Regions from separate parts of the Anas platyrhynchos genome. Here region 2 is linked to region 1. A link is a contact called in public Hi-C data. All regions are on one chromosome and are shown on one strand. The core of a region is the stretch at or near the end of the contact, and the rest is flanking DNA. Distances in the headings are between cores, read along the strand shown.

The links. Hi-C and Micro-C count contacts between places; a contact is called where the count stands out from the background.
Region 2: a contact with region 1 is called in a Hi-C map of subcutaneous adipose tissue, with 1.5 times the contacts expected there. The contact joins the enhancer-like site here to the promoter of LHFPL6 in region 1. A contact is called at or near these places in 3 of 8 Hi-C or Micro-C datasets (skeletal muscle and subcutaneous adipose tissue).

The regions. Positions count from the first base shown.
Region 1 is chr1:180,314,532-180,317,163 of IASCAAS_PekinDuck_T2T, reverse strand. LHFPL6 (LHFPL tetraspan subfamily member 6) reads right to left here and starts at 1,310. Exons shown (of 4, transcript XM_027470840.3): 1 at 970-1,310.
Region 2 is chr1:180,571,691-180,574,322 of IASCAAS_PekinDuck_T2T, reverse strand. No RefSeq gene overlaps it. Among named protein-coding and RNA genes, the nearest start is that of PROSER1, 17 kb to the left of the region's middle. Within about 2 kb of position 1,287, at least 3 of the 8 cell types and tissues checked have an H3K27ac peak or open chromatin away from gene starts, as enhancers often do. A contact at or near this core is called in subcutaneous adipose tissue, where this site is marked.

The sequences.
Region 1 (2,632 bases), core at 61-2,560:
ACTCCTTCTGCACAAGGAGGGAACGTAGGGGAAGAGTCTGGAAGTGAAATTAAGCATGTGCACCGCACAAAAGTTTTGTTTACTTTTACAACACGGCGAAAAAGAAGTCTTTTCCCTAACGTTGGCAAAGGCCTGTGCCGCTTCCCAAGAAGCACACGCCTACCTCCTCGCAGACGTAGCCCATCTGCAGAAATGCCTCCCAACCTGCAAAAGCCCCAAACCCCGAGGGACAGAAACTTGGCGGAGGGCACGGGCTGCCCCCATCCCTCCAGAGGCATCTTCTCGGGGAAGGATCCGCCCGTGCCTTGGCGTGGCACCAAGCGGCTATGGCAAAGTGGGTCACGGCACGCGGGGAAAGCGTTCCCTCAACCGGCAGAGGAGACACGGCTGGAAATAGGGGACAACATGGAGGCTTCCAGTGGCAGGACCCTACAAATCCAGCAGGACCCTACAAATCCCCCAGCAGGACCCCCCACCTCCCGCGGGCTGCCAGCCAACGCCCGGGACTCTCTCTGGGGAGCGGGACTCGCCAATTTGGCCCCAAAACCCCAGCCCTAAAGCAGGAGGGGGCGGTGGAGAGCTGGGGGGGGGGGGGGGGGCCGAGGGAAGGCGGGGGCCGGGAAGCGAAACTCGCCGGGGTGATGCGAGGGGAAGGCTGCGGGGCGGGAGGGGGGCGAGGGGCTGGCAGGGCTGCAGGGGGGTCCGGGGGGGAGCAGGAGGACAGAGAGGGGAGAGGGGAAGGGAGAGAGGTCCGGAGCGGCTGGGGGATCCGGGAAAGACGGGGGGCGAGGAGGGGAAGGGATGCGGGAAGGTGTGGGGTTGGGAGGGCAGGAGGGGAAGGGGGACCGGGGGGTCCGCTGGGACGGGGAGGGGATGCAGCCGGGTGTCGCTGCGGGGAAGGGAAGGGGAAAGAAGGCGGTGGGGGAAAGGAAGGGGATCCCGGGGCTCCGGGGGCAGCCGGGTACTTACTCGCAGGCCGGTGCCGGCAGCACATGGGAGAGCCCCGCCGAGGAGGGGGGGGCGCGGGGGTGGCCGCCCCAAAGCGACTGTCCCCTTGGTCCTCCGGACACGGGAGGGAGCGGGACCCTCCCCAGCCCGGCCTCCCCAGTCCTTCCCTGCCTTCCTCGGCGCGTTTCTCTCTTTCTCTCCCTCTCTCCCCTCCCTTTCCCCACGTCTGATGCCTCGGGAGGCAAGGCGCTCCGCCGCCTCTCCTCCCACTTCCCCCGCCGCCGCCTCCCCGGGCGGGACCCGCCGCGATCGGGGCCGGGGGCGAGGGGTCGGGGGGTCGGGGGGAGCCTCCCCGAGCCCTCCCCGGGAGGAACTGGAGGGTCCCGGCTCCGTGGGGCCGGCCCGGGGGGGTCCCGGCTCCCCCAGCCCTCCCCCGGGGTGAGCGGGGCGCTGGAGCCGGGGGGCGAGGGGGAAAAAGCCAGAGGGGTGGGAGGGTGTCAAAAAAGGGAGGCTGCAGCCCTTAGATGGGGGAAAAAAAAAAAAAATGGGGAAATCTGCCGATGGCGTGTGCGTGCGAGCTGCTGCTGATCCAGCGTTTTGATCGCAACAGTTTTGGGAGGCGAGAGCAAATGTGAGCGGAGTACCAAGCAGCTCAGCCCGGCTGCGCCAGGGCCAGGCGGAGAGGGGAGCCCCGCTCCCTTCCCTTCCCACCGCCTCAAGTGGGAAACTTTTGGGGAGGGATGGTGCGGGCAGAGCCGCTGGGAGACGGAGATTTCCTCCTCCTGCTCCTTCCTCTCCTCCCCGCAGCTTGAACAAATTCCCGCAGACAGAAGACAATTTTATGCCGCGTTTAATTTATGGCGGCACCAGACGCGCAAAATCTCTTTGGTAATGTTTCTTTTACAGTCCGGGAACATGGCGTGTGATTTAAGTACTGATCATTAATATTATTAATGCTAAATGGAAGTGAGGTTTATTGCGCTCAGTCTGTATTTACACCATTTAATAGTAACAACAGTCATGTTGGGAATTAAATTATAAAGCCACTTTATTGGATTTAAAAAAAAAAAAAGATTCTCCATTTTTTCCCTGTAATGCAAAGTCTTAAAATCAGAACACTACTGAAAATGTGTGTTTTCTCAAGGGATAAAAAATGGATGGGGAAGTACATAGCAAGAGCTAGTTTTCCACTCTAGCATATTCTTTGAGGAAAAGTGCTTCAAATAAAAGAAGTAGGTTACTTATAGGTTCAGTGCTGGAAGCTATGCGGTGATGTGCTTCACAAGGCAGACAATAAAGGCATACCTCCAAAATAGCCATGCCTCCCCCCCCACCCCCAGCTACATCCACAAAGCCTACATCTGTATTAGCAACTGTTGTGGATCAGCCTGACCCAATCTGTGCAGCAAACCGGTTGGTGTTCAAAGACCTGATGGATATTCATGTGTCTTCTGATTCACTCTAGCACTCAAGACTCATTAGATGCCCTTCCAAAACCTGTCTTCTTGTTTAGTCTCATCTGAACAGCATCCTCTTTGTGTACACATCACTGCAGGGTAAACCAAAACATGGTTAAGGGAGGATGATCTGGAGACTCGCCCCGAAAGTGTGCCCTTGATCCACGCCAAAACACGAATGGGGATGTGCCCATCGGGTGACTTAGTGAAAGGGCGCCAGGATGACT
Region 2 (2,632 bases), core at 38-2,537, 260 kb before region 1:
TCATTTTAATTTAAAGGAGAATGATTTGATGGTAGTGTCTGTTGGGTTCAGTTAAAATAAATCAAAACACACTCCGTGTAGCTGAAATTGTCTTGAAAGCAGAAAGGCAGTTGCAGTGTAAATCTGTGGGGGTGGAGGTGATGAATTATACTGTGAAGGAAAATGAAAACCAGATGGCACTTGCCAAACACCAACACAGCGCAATTATGCACAGTGGAGGCATAACCATGTAGCACGTACGCAAACCTGTTATCTACACCCTCACCAGACTGCTGAGAGGAGTGCAGCTCCAGTTTTACTGAAGTGTCTGGTGACCCTGGAGTTTTGCAAGATGAAGACAAAGCAGCAGCTTGGGCTGAACGAGCCCGGGGTGGAGAAGAGATGAGGCGCAGACACTTTGATGGGAGCTCCACGGCACTGCTGGCTTTGCCCAGTTATGAATCCAGCCTCGATACTGGAGGAATCCAGACCTGATATAGAAGGAAGACCCCAAAGAAAAGAGTAAAATCCCAACTGTACTGCAGTCAGCAATAAAATTGTCACTGACAGCTACAGCAGAAACAGGATTTCCCCCCGTGCAAACAGGCTGCTTTTGTTGTTGCTGTTGACCCCGCTCACGAGGACTGCAGAAAGCACGAGCAGGCACAACCTGGTGACAGGGGACTGGCATCAGGGCTGGGCTGCTTCTGCTGCCCCAGAGCATTCACAGTTTACAAGCTGGGGAGAGGAGCTGTAAGTGAACAGAAGCTTCTGCTCAGCAGCGAGTTACTGCTTATTAAATGCCGTTGCTTGAATTTCTTTGCAACTTTAAAGTAGATTTTCCAATCACCAGATGAGTCATCCCCCTAATCCTCTTTATTTTGCCAACAGACAAGTGAAAAGACCCAACTGATATACAGCTTGGCATGTTGCCATTTTACGATTCAATTTACTATCGTAATTGTTTGTTGTTCTGCTTTGTTCCTGCAAAATTGATGGATTATAATAATTATTTTGCATATTGTATTTCTCTTTCAGTCCTTAGATCTAGAGAAAGGTATTTGGGCCATTTTTTTTTTGCAAGTGAACCACAGCAGGGGCATGCCATTTTTGTTTAGAGGCATCCAGGATAACCTTTATTATCAATATATGCTATTAGCAACATTAAGGAGGAAAATTGATTCCCAGGAAAATCCTTCTGGGCAGTTCCCTATCAGCGGAAAGGTCACGGCACTGCAGAGTTAAAACCTAATCATCTCCACATGACAATTCTTGCTGGGTTTGTTTCAGCTAAAATATCTTGTGAGATGGTCATATGAGTGCTTTATGACTGAATGAAGCAATCTGCAGAAGACACTTCCCCCTTGGCAGGGACTCTGCAGCTGTGATGCAGTGACTGACAGCATGCCTGCTGCAAGGGAAGATGCACATCAAAAAGGGAAAGGCTGACACACCGTGTGGGTACACATTTGTAGGGGTTCTGCCATGCAAGGACTCAAGGGGAAGAAGTTTGGTCCGTTTACATTTCAAAACTGGACTCTACTTCAGCTTGGGTGAATGTTGCATGTCACAACACAGAGAGGCTCTCCGCAGTGAGAACTTCCAGGTGAGACCTCTCATCCACTGCATTGTGCCTGACAGATCTATCAGCTATTTTCTGGCAAGAACCTCCTGGCTAGGAGGCCACCTATGTGTGGCATGAGGCCATATGCCCACGTTGGAGGGGTCACAGCTTTCTGGGGTAGGGTTGAGTTCACCCATGGTGCCTTCTGGAAGCTGTTGCTGGAAAAAAAAAAAACTGTCCCCAGAAGTATGCATGAGCTTTGTCTTGAAACAAAAGCCTGGTGGAGAGCTAGCAAGCAAACAAAAATTTCAGCAGAGTTGGGGTCCAGTACTTAGGCTCACTCCCTGCCCCCCATTTCTCAGCAGTACTGGCATACCAAGACTCATCACCTTATTTTAGCCAGAACAGTGTCACCAAATGAGCAGAAAGGGGGTGACAAAAATCATATCCAACACTGCACATGCCCATGCTCTGCAAGGAAGCAGACATTCCCATCGGGTGCTGTTAGTTTAACCCAGAAAAAAAAAAAAAAATTGTTGGCAGGGAAAGACTCTTCCGTCTCTCAAGTCAAAGTGCCTCTTGGGACTTCTTCCAGGGAACACAGCACATGCCCCACCTCCTGCTCAAGGTCCCATCCAAAATTATGGTTTCATCTTATGCAAAACAGCCTAATTTTTTTGGCAGAAAACTTGAAAATGAATACTGCAGCTTAATCATGGAAATTCTTCTCTTTTTAATAGGATTTTATGCCTGGCTAATAAATAAGTTGTCTTTCAAATGAAATCTGCCCCAACTCTGTTCTCCCACTGGATCCCAGCCCAGCTAGGAGAGGTGGAAACTCTGGAGAAGTTCTGCTTTCTCTGACAATAATCGGTGCTGTTGAGTGACACACAATGGCAATATCTTTATTTATTTATTTATTGAGTTGCTATCATTAATCTCTGTTGTACTACTGCCTGCCCTCTATCCCCATGGCTTTAAAACAAATGTTACAACTTGGGTGATTATTTTTTTTTTTCTTCCCAAGTGCTTTTGCCACCTTGCTTGTTTGCTGTTGCTGTCTCCTGTCTTCCATCCCTGGGGTAGTTC